Linked DNA regions of Rattus norvegicus: region 2 is linked to region 1. Evidence: chromatin contacts called from public Hi-C data. All regions are on one chromosome and are shown on one strand. The core of a region is the stretch at or near the end of the contact, and the rest is flanking DNA. Distances in the headings are between cores, read along the strand shown.

The links. Hi-C and Micro-C count contacts between places; a contact is called where the count stands out from the background.
Region 2: a Hi-C map of mammary epithelial cells shows a contact between it and region 1, with 2.6 times the contacts expected there. The contact joins the promoter of Commd1 here to the promoter of LOC102552343 in region 1. A contact is called at or near these places in 3 of 12 Hi-C or Micro-C datasets (kidney and mammary epithelial cells).

What each region holds. Positions count from the first base shown.
Region 1 is chr14:101,027,748-101,033,468 of GRCr8, reverse strand. It overlaps LOC102552343, which reads right to left and starts at 2,421. Exons shown (of 2, transcript XM_039092880.2): 1 at 1-2,421. The coding sequence starts at 59. All of the region lies in intron 2 of B3gnt2 (UDP-GlcNAc:betaGal beta-1,3-N-acetylglucosaminyltransferase 2), which reads left to right.
Region 2 is chr14:101,182,044-101,187,764 of GRCr8, reverse strand. Commd1 (copper metabolism domain containing 1) reads left to right here and starts at 2,126. Exons shown (of 3, transcript NM_001115022.1): 1 at 2,126-2,454. The coding sequence starts at 2,278. It overlaps LOC134481877 (a long non-coding RNA gene), which reads left to right. Exons shown (of 2, transcript XR_010057758.1): 2 at 1-1,433.

The sequences.
Region 1 (5,721 bases), core at 1,172-3,671:
CGCTCCATCGGGTCCTCCTCGCCGCCCCCAGTCTCACTTCCCTGGTCTCCGCACATCATTTCCCTGGCCTCCTCACCTCCCGGATCGCCTTACGGTCTCTCCGTTCCTCCTGCCCGGCTTCCTCACCTCCCGGTCCTTCTCTCCTCCTTCACAGTCTCCTCACCTTCTCCCCAGTTTCTGGGCCTCCACCTCCTTCCCGACCTTCTCACCTGCTCGGCCTCTGCTCTTCCTGCACCCACAGGGAGAGGGCAGTGACACCCTGAGCCGCGCTGCACCCCGCGCTTGAGGTGCGGGCCTGGGCGGCGGGGGAGCATCGCCGGCGATGTGCTGCCCCGCCCGCGCACTGCGCCGGTCTCGGGTGCCGCAGGGGCAGATCAGGTGTTTGTGAGCCTCTGGCTGTCGCTTTCCACCCCCATCCGCTGGCACTGTTATCTCCGGGTACCCAAAGACTGGTTTCTGTGAAACTTCGGGAGAACCTTTCGTGTTGACCTCTAAAAAATATTCCACGCCGCCCGTGTTGAATGATTAACCAGACTCAGGACAGCCTGGGGAGCTGGCCCCGAGACTGGCAGGTGGGCGCACCTGCGGGTCGGGGATCCTTCTGGGGACCGAACACCTAGCACCTGGTTAACTGCGCTCGCCTAGGGTTCCCTGAGCTCCGGGTCTTGGGTGGGAAAGAAGCTCAGTGGAGACTCCTCTCTAGTGTCATCGCGCGCGTGCGAGGTCATCTTGAAAAGTAATGCACACGTTTTGTAACCCGGGTTGGCCCCAGGCTCGCTCCTGCCGCAAATACAGGGTGGCTAGCCTTCGCTCCCGGCTGCCTGTGATGGTTGCCTCAACACTCTCAACTTGACAGCTGGGAACGATTAAACCTGTTCTTTTGTCCCCCGTCCTCACCCCTGCGCATGCCATAGCTTTTCCAGGCTTCGAAGCCAGTGAGTGAAAATGGGCTTCATGTTATTACCGATCCTTCCGGGGTATTTATTTGTGCCTCGGAAAGTGATGGGATGGTAACGAAAATGGAATGGTTAATGAGAAGGCCACTGGGCCTGAGTGGAGATAGGAGGGCGGGACCGGGGCCCAGCCCAAGCGCACTTCTGTGGTGTTCAGATCGCTCACCCGGAGAGGGGATCCGCTCAGGGGCAAGCCGGTCACTTCCCGCCTGTTCTAGTCCAACTTCTGTTTCTTTTGAACAGAGATTATGAAAGCTGATGGAACCGGGGAGTTTTTACACCGGTCCTAGAGCTCTTTAAGGTTTTAAGATCAAAGATTGCAGGAGCCCCGTAGAACTCGTCTGAGTAATTTCCGCACTGTAATCCAGTGCGTTGCCCGTGTGTTTATCAGCAGATCTGCTAGGAACTCCTTTCTCAACGTGGAATACTGCTTTCCCCCTCAGGACTCAGCCTGCTGCTCTTCATTTAGTCTTTTTGTGTAGATGGTAAACGTAATGAAATACCGGGTTCTCTGCTAAACCGAAGAGTCCCTTCACCGATCTTGTTTCTGCCACGTGCTGTTAAATGACAAGTTGGTTTCCCCACTTGAGCCTTGTTCCCCCTGTTTAGTTTTGGAATCAGGATACTTGGACAGTAAGGATTGTTTTTAGGGACAATGAAGATGCTTAAGTGCATGTGGAGATCATAATGAAGTTCCCGCTGGCTTCAACTTACCCTTGCCCCAAACCAGTGATCCGGTGGAACCCTTCAGATTTGCCCGATTTGTCCAACCTGAAATCACCCAAGCTTCACAGACAGAAATAACAGATTTTTGAGACCTAAGAGGTAGTCTTTGAGAAAAACACAATTTGCTTATGAATTGCTTTCCCCCAAACCCATTGCTTTTTAAGACCTTGAGCATAGAGATGATTTATGGTTTTGAAGATTATACTTGTTTAAGAAAAAAATAATTCAAAGTAGGACATGGTGGTTCACACGTCTTTAGTCCTAGTACTTGGAGGTAGAGGCTGGTGGATTGCTGAGTTCAAAAGGCCAGCCTGGGCTTGTTTTGGAAACCAAAAAATAATTTTAAAACAATTTAGATTTCCCTAGTTCTAACATAGTACAGTTATGCTCCAAAGGGAAAGGGGGAACCAGTAATTGACTGTTGACTTTGCCCTATCGTTTGTTCAAATGCGTGAGCATGTTTTCTAAGGGTTATACTAGGAAACAAGATCCAAACATTGCCCAATGGCAGTACAATCCATTATAACACATTAATGGTGGTACATAAATTACTGAAGCTCAGAAATTATCGTGGAGGTCTTTTGGTCTTCTGTAATTGGTCAAAGATTGTTGTGATCAGTCATCTGACATTTGTAGGTGATTACGGATTAAAGCATGGATTGAATGAGGCCCACTTCTTTTGAAAGCAGTAATTATTTCTTAACAACCAGTAAAGTCATCAGTAAAGGAGACAGTGCATAGCCCCAGCCCATCCCACCTTGCCCTCCCTCCATGTACTTCTGGCTCCTTCCCTCTTCTGGACGCAGTGGGCACTTGCTGAGCGTATTTAAATGGTCGGACGAATATATTCCTCTCTGGAGAGGCAATTACTGTTTGGATAAGAGGTGTGTGCTTGTGAGGTGAGACTTTTTGAGAATTGATGTAATGATTTCATCATTATCCACTGCTGGGGAGTTTGCCAGACTGAACCAAGCCTGAGTGAGAAGCATGAGGCGCTTACTGTGAGTGGAGGATTTGTTCCTTGTGCACTGGGGAACGCTATTCCTCCTGAGCTTTCTATTTCCTTCAACTGTATGTTGCCCCTTCTGTGAGTTTTTTACTTTCCCTGCCTGCTTCGTTTGCTTGGCTTAATTACTGTTAACAAAATGCAAACTCTTTGAGAACCAACATTGTATCCGATTAAAGTATAATGCACATTTTAATGTTTATGCACTGTTAGGTGTCCACATTTCCTATGTAAATGTAAGAAACTATTTCAAATTACTTTTTCTGTCTCTATAGACATTCTCTCCTGCAGGGTTTAATTCCCCACCCCACCCCCATTCAGTAGGTCAATTCCCAGTAGTCAAGCAATTGATACTTGACACGTTTCATTGTTACATTTTTTTAAAATTCTTTTTTTAATATTTTATTTATTTATTATATATGAGTACACTGTAGCTGTCTTCAGACACACCAGAAGAGGGCATCAGATCTCATTACAGATGGTTGTGAGCCACCATGTGGTTGCTGGGATTTGAACTCAGGACCTCGGGAAGAGCAATCAGTGCTCTTAACCACTGAGCCATCTCTCCAGCCCTCATTCTTACATTTTAAACTAGGTTTGTTTATAGCTTTCAGTCTGATGTGGTTACAATGTATATGGCTTACTACACGTTCTTTTCTTTCCCCTTAAAAAACAGACTCATTAGTCATGGCAATCAGTTGTAAGACTATAGGCGGGCTCCCTGAGCTGTGCTAAGGCAAGGTAGTTAGGAGCATGAACTGGGAGAGCTAAGGTTTTCCTTTTAGTTATGAGGCATAGTGTGAAGTTGTATGTTTATGTTAAGCAGTAGAACCTGAATTGCTGCTCTAGGCTTCAGTGCTCCTTTTCTAACGGAGCTCACCTTGAAGGGTGATGTCACTGGAGATGTTGCAGCCCCAGAAATTGGTTTTTACCTATCTATCTTCCAGTTAATCAGAATCAGCTGTAGCATATGTAGTGTTTTATAACCCCGTGGGATTTGAAAACTGGTTTTGCCCCTAGCCGTGTGACTGTGGGTAAGTTGCTTGGCCTCCCTGAATCTTAGTTTTCTCAACATGAGATGCTAGGAAAATTAAAGTGAACCATACAGCTAAGGTTCCTGGGCTGCTGAGATCCTCAGTGAGTTTGAGGGTGCCTGTCATCAAGCCTGACATAGACCTCTTAAGGGGAAGGAGAGAAGCAATTCCCACAAGTTGTCTTCTGACCTCTGCTTCTGTTCCATGGCTGGTGCTCACATACATGTACTCATACATGCAGATTTAATAAAACACCAGTACTACACCCGAAGAGGGGGATAACTTAAGGAATTGTATTTTCTCTGTTTAAATAAACTATGTCACTATAAAAGCTAATAAATCTGTTTTGAGACAGTCTCAAACACCCTCTCCACCCTGACTGTGCTAGAACTCAGCGAGTAAATCAGGCTGATCTTGAAACTCAGACCCAGCTTCCTCTGTCTCCCATGTCCTGGTACTAAAAGTACATGTCCCCACACCTGGCTAATGTAGGTCTTGCTCTGTGGCATTTAGTTGAAATAAGAATTGTCCCTAAAGTTGATGACCTCTTATTTTTCGTTGATTTATCTCTGAGGATCCACACTTGGTTGCCTGGCCCAGAGCTGTTTGGACACCTGTCTGGTATGAGCCAGCTTGTAAAAGGTGAGTTGCTAGAACTCCCGAAGAGCCCTGACTCAGTGCCTAAGTGCTAAGACAGTCTTTACCACTTCATGCTTTGTGAATGAATTGTTGCAAAGTGAGAGCACATTGCACTTGTTATAATTGCATGCCTCACTCGGTCCGGTTAAACCACCCTCCAGTGTTAATGGACACATCTCATTCTTTAAATGCAACTTGGATGATTGATACTTTGCTGTTTCGCTTTTTTTGTTTGTTTGTTTTGTTTTTACTTTTCTCCTAAAAGCATCTTTTTTTACTTACATTTACATAGAAACAAAATTCAGGAAATCCTAAAGGAAATTGCCTTTGGTTGCATGGCAAGTTAAGGATACTGACCTGTCACTGACTTCTTGTCTGGGAGTTCACTTCTGTATTTTTCAGCACTTCTGGAATGACCAGAAAAAGCATCTTGCTGGATTAGGCGACATTGACACTCATGGGTCTGCCTTAGAGGGTGCCTAGCTTGAGACCCTGTCCATACAGAAGCTGGCACATTGTTTGAGAGGTGACGGCTGTCTGTACAGCGGCTGTCTGTGGCAGTTGTGTTTGCAGGCAGATTGCTATGATCTGGGCCCCCTTTGTGCCATTGGGTCGAGTCTTTCCACACAGTGTTACAACAAACGCTGGGAGCAGACAAGAAAGGCTTCCTGAGGAAGTGGCAGTGAGACTTCACCTCACAATAATGAACAAAAAACACTTCAGGAGCGGAGAAAGCAGCTGGAGGGCTGAGGGATACAGAAGACACAGCGAGAGGCTCAAACAGGCAAGGTCAGAGGAACGCCCCCTCCACACCTCAGCTTTGGAGAACGGGCGAGGTGAACAACCTTGGTGACCATGCAGAGACAGTTGGGAAGTAGTAGAGGGCCAGTGAATGCTTTTGAGTGATTTTGCAATTGTTGAAGAGAAAATGAGCTCGGAGCTGGTGTAGTTTGTGATCTGTAGACTGCCTGCTTCCTGTTATTCTGACTATGTGGTCTCACAAGCTGGAGGGATCCTTTAACAACTGAAATATCTGGAGGTCACTTCTGTGCAGACTCCTCCTGTTCTTTTGGGATATATTAGCAGTTCTGGTGTCTCCCAGAATATCTACCTTTGCTCCCTCTCCATCCATCACCATCCTACCTTTTGGCTCTTGTGCCTACCACTTCCTGTAGGGCTACTGGTCCTGCCTTGCTCTCCCTGGCCATCAGTGTTAGCTTGTTCCCCAGCCTCTGTTTTAGGCATGTTGGTATTTGTCCACCTACCTCATTGGTTTTAGAATGGGAAAATTGAGTATCCCAGGAGTGGTCCAGGATTAAAGTGTACATTTCATTCGACAGAGTCTAGAGGTGGAAAAAAACCT
Region 2 (5,721 bases), core at 877-3,376, 150 kb before region 1:
GGTCATGTTAGTGTTGTCGGCTCCCTCCCTGGAAACCCTGTTGACTGACTGAGCTGGCTTGTCAGACACAGCTAGCATTTTGAAGTCTGGGATATAGAACTCTACCTCCCAATCAATTGTGTTGGAGGCAAAGAGGTCCTCGTGCTCACAGGTAAGTACCAGGAAAAGCAGGAATGTAAAACACAAGGAAAGAGATGTATAACATGTTTCTGCTCAGAAGGCTGGGAATGGATGTGGTTAGTAGCCTGGTGACCTCTGTGCTGTCTGCATGGCCGAGGCACATCTGGCTCCCCCAGACTTTGTTATCTCATTTTCCCGAGATGCTTGTTTGTTTTTGAGACTCATGTACCTACAGAGTGCGAGCATGTAGAGGCCAGCATATAATAAAACCCTGCCTGGTCTGGAGTTCCCTATGTAGCCCAGCCTGTCTTCTAACTTACAACTACCTGTCTCTACATCCTGAATAAAGGCATATGTTACCATACCTGGCTCAATAAGTTTTATATTGACATTTTAGACATAATTAAAAAACTGAGCCATTGTTTGTATACTCTTAAGTCCTCAACACAGTATAAGTTATCCACAAAGTGAGTATTTGGTCTTTCATATGGATATTTAAAAATTAAAGCAAATTCTCTGGTGCTGGAGATCTTGCTAAGTGGTAGAGCACCTGCCTAGAACACACGGAGCTCTGCCTCTCATCCTCTCAAAACACAACTGCAGAAAATAAAAACTTAAGGGTCCTTTGGAAAGTCAGTGGGATGGTTGAGGCAAGACACGTGGAGGACATGTGATATTTGGAGGGCATAAACAGGACTTCACAGATAGCTTGGCTTGCTGATACAGCTAGCTGTACACAACAACCTCTCCCTGACCCTCAGATCCATGTCTTTTGTAGAAGTCACGGTTCCAAACATATTCCCTTCAAAATAAGATGCAGGCGTTTGGTTACTTCACATGTTGTCTGCTCACCAGGCTACATAATTGTGCTTGAATGCAACCGGAGTTCATAATGTATTATTCTATGTCCTTTTATTTTAATTTTTTTGTCTTTCGAGGCAAGGTTTCTCTGTGTGGTCCTAGCTGGTCTCAAACCCAGAGAGCCTCCTGCCCCTGACTCCAAGTCTAGGGATTAAAGCCCAGTGTGCTATTTTTTAATTGTAGATTACAATTAGCTTATATTAAATTTTAAATTGGGAGCTAATTTACATATTGTGAAACTGTCTTTTATCGTACACATAAATGGATACAGGACAAAGCCAGCCGTGTAATTATTACCAGTGGCTACTCACTGGCATTTTCATCATCTGAAAAAAGATCTTGTACCCATTCAGTCATTTCCCATTCTTCCCTCCTTCAGTCCTTGGCAAATGAATTTTTGTATGGATTTGCTTAGTTTAGATATTGCATATAAATAAGATCATCCAATTGTCTTTCATGTCTGGCTTCATTCATTTCGTGTGGTTCTTTGAAGGTTTATTTTTAATTGTGTGTGTGTGTGTGTGTGTGTGTGTGCACATGAGTACATTGCTGCTTAAAGCTCTAAATTTCTGAGGTTGGGGTTACAGGAGGTTATAAGTCGCCTAAAGTGAGTGCTGGGAACTCTACAAGAGCCGTATGCATTTTTTAACCTCTGAATCCGTTCAGCCCTCATTTAGCACACTTTAAAGGTTCACCACCTATATTCTAGTATCATGCTACACGCTTATAGGTGAGTATAAGTAAGGGTATTTTTTTGTAATTACATAGGTAGGTATTTACTAATGCGATTCCAATTCAAGAATGAAAAGAAGGCATTGAAAAATATTGGTTATAGAAAGTGGACCATACTGATAATGCTAGAAAGACAACATACCAGTATACAAAAAGAAATTAACGCAGACAAAGGAATCATGTCCTCAGGAGGTAGCTACATTTAGGGGTTGGGGAGGATTTAAGAGCTTCGAAATGAGTGGTAGGCACTGTTCATTTAATCGCAAGCTGTAGAATGAGATACAGCCATCGAAGAGTTAAAGTGGTGTTCTCACGGTGTAACAGCTAGGTTTCTCCAGCAAGCTTAGTGCGCATCCATCTTTCCTTTGAGTGAAAAGGGAAACAGCATAGTGACCCTAAAGGAAACTGAGTGGATTGGCTGTGGTGGAAGTAGTGGATGTTTATATCGACTAGCGGAGGAACCGGGCATCGTGTTCCGTGGGTGCCTTTGCCAGCTTTTACGGCCCTTCTCGGCCCCCGTAGCGGACCGGAGCTCAGCCGCTGGGCGGCAGGCCCTCCCTAGCCATGGCGGGCGAGCTGGAGAGCTGCAAGTCCCTGAGCGGGCTGCTGAGCGGCCTGGCACAGAACACTTTTCACGGACACTCGGGTATCACTGAGGAGCTGCTGCACAGCCAACTCTACCCGGAAGTGCCACTGGAGGAATTCCGCCCCTTCCTGGCGAAGATGAGGGGAATTCTCAAGGTAGAGTTGTTCCGCCGAGTAACCCTGCCCTCCACGCAGCCTCAGACCCGCCCCCAGCCTGGGGTGCTGCTGGGTAGCTGGTCTTTAGCTTCTCCGCCCTTCTCCAGAGCCATGGAGCTAGCTCTGTTGCGCCCTTTGTTTTAGAGACACATACCGGTGAAAACCTTGACTTTTTACCCCCTCAAGACTTCTCTGTGTCTGTAGTATAGATAAGTTTCGAGTTTTCTTCGTCCCGGACTTTGATGGGTTGCACCGAGACCGCAATGGTGCACGGCTTTAATCTCAGCGCTGGGGAGGCAGAGGCGGGCAGAGAGCTTTGTGAGTTCAAGAACAGCCTGTTGTACTTAGCGAGTTCCACGACAACCAGGCAAGCCAGGGCAATGTGGTGTTATCCTTGTTTAAAGAGAGCGAGGGCATGCTTGCCAGCTTACCTGGGTTGTGGAAGTTGGGAAGCGTTAGAATGAGGTCGTTGGTGAGATAAAGGATTGATTAACTGGAGTAAACACCATTAAAGCAGTCGACTCTGTGGTTAAGAGGATATTTGCCAAAGGGAATGAGGTATACATCAGACTGTCTCATGAAAACTATTCGAGGGAAACAGAAGAGGTGAAATTAACTAGAGATTTGTCTTTATTTTACATGTATGGGTGTGGTGCCTGCATGTGCACTGGTGGTTGGAACCGTTATAGGCCACCACGAGGGTGCTGGAAACCCAGATCCTCTGCAAGAGTTTTATTACTTGCTCTTAACCTCTAAGCCATCTCTCTAGTCCCCTCAACCCCACCCGGGTTTTGAGATAGTATCTTTTGTAGCCCAGACTGGCCTTGAACTGTGTGTTCCTTCTTCCACTTCCCAAATGCTAGAATTACAAACATTTACCACCACCCCCTGCTGTACGTACATGCGCGCACACACACACACACACACACACACACACACACACACACACACACACCCCTAGACCAGCCAGGAACTCCAGAGATCTGGTTGTATTTGCTCTGCTAGTGCTTCCTTTCCATGGGTGCTGGAGAATCAGACCAGGCCCTAATTGAGCTATCTGCCCAGCTGGTTCCTGTGATTTTTTTTTTTTTTTTTTGGTAAGATGTTATAATTAAAGTGTATTCAAGGCATTATGTATCATTTATGTAATTACTATACAATGTATTGTTTTCATAAAGTCTTTATTTTTATTTTATGTGCATTGACATTTTGCCTGCATGTGTATCTTTGTGAAGGTGTTGGAACTTGTGATGCTGGAGTTGCCATGGGAAATGCTGGGAATTGAACCTGGGTCCTCTGAAAGAGCAGCCAGTGCACTTAACTGCTGAGCCATCTCTCCAGCTCCTTCACAAAATCTTTAAAGTACGATGTGAATCTTACATTTAAAATATTTTAATTGCAACTAGCCACGTTTCAAGTGGTTAAAGTGGTCACATGTGGCTAGTGACCACTCTGCTAATTCTGATTTAGACCTATGTGCAGCTTACTTCAGTCTGTCACTCGAATCTAGATCTAGCACCTTGTGGTCTTCACAGGCACCAGCTACTCATGCAGTGCACATATATGTGCAGGCAGAACCGTCATACACATAAAAGTCAATACCTCTTTGAAAGATGAAGTGGATGGACTAGGGCGGGGACTCACTGGGTAAAATGCCTGAGTTGGACCCTATCCCCCAGGCATGTTTGTAACCAACCCAGCTCTTGTGAGGTGGAGAAAGGCAGATGCCCAGACTTCACTGACCAGGCGGCCAGCCTAGCCAATCAGTGAGCGCTGGGCTCCGTGAGGCCTTGGGCTAGAATTTAAAAATAGGGTGGTGGGTCAGGGAGATAGCTTAGCAGGTGAAGGCACTTGCTGTCCGCCTGACAATCTACGTGAAGCTCCTGGAAACCACATGGTTGAAGGTAAATGGATTGTGGGAACTTACGCCCTGTCCTACACAGTCACGTTTGTTCATAAAGAAAAAGCTTGGAGAGTGATAAAGCAGGATCCCCGAAATCAGCTTCTCGCCTCCACACACACATTTACACACAAATGGGAGTGACACTGGGGAAGATACTTGACGTTGACCTCTTTCACCCAAATGCACACAGATGGGAAGGCAAATTTTAAGATGTCTATTTTTTTGTTTTTCGAGACAGTGTTTCACTGTGTAGTTTAAGCTACCTAAATAGCCTAAAACCACACTATTTAAAGTTCCTGTTAAATTTTAACATGCTACCAAAAATCCTTACGCTTTTATTTTATTACATTTATTTTATCTCTTTTTTCAAGACAGGTCTTTATACAGTCCTGGAGCTAACTCTGTAGACCAGGCTGGCCTTGAACTTGAGATCCACTTGCTTGTGGCTCTCAGTGCTGGGATCAAAGGCAAGCACCACTACCTAATTTTTCTTACAGTATTTGAATATAAGAAAAATAAATGCAATTACTTTACAGAAATTGACTCATGCAATGGGAGGAGTAATGTCTGAGTCACTTGTGGTCAAGTAGTGTCAGAGAGGTACAGGCCTGATGTGCCAACACCCTGGAGGGAAAGACAGGGGATCTTGAAGGTCAGCTTAGGTCTACACAGCTCAACAAGCCAGAGGCTGGGGATGTACGGTGCTTGCCTAGCATGTTCAGTCACTGCTCTAGCTTTGAGCCAGCATCATCAAAATACAGTTTGACGGCTGGAGAGATGGCTCAGTGGTTGAGAGCACTGACTGCTCTTCCAGAGGTCCTGAGTTCAATTCCCAGCAACCACATGGTGGCTCACAACCACCTGTAATGGGATCTGATGCCCTCTTCTGATGTGTCTGAAGACAGTTACAGTGTACTTATGTATAATAAATAAATAAATCTTAAAAAAAATACAATTTGAAAAGTCCTGTATGCTTGTAGACATTCTGAGCAATTTTATCATATCCAATCATATCTGATTGGATGCCTGCTATTTTATCAAATCTTATTCTTCAAGTAATCGTTCAAGGTTTCCTAGGGAATCTGGTGTCTGGTTTGCTGTTTACTTGGCCTACGAGGATAAGGGACTGCAGGCCAGGAAGAACTGCACACTGCAGGCAGTTATCTTAGGGCCTAATGTTGGTGCTGCTGCTCACCTTTAGGGGATTCTTTGTTTCACTATGAGATAAAACTTTCCAAGTAATACAGAGAAGAGATCACTTGTAAGCTGTCTCTTGTATTTTCATTTTAAATACATTGCTCAGTGAGATCCAGGACATCTGAGTTTTCCGAGTGAGTCTGGGATAGAAGGCTTGAATGACTCTT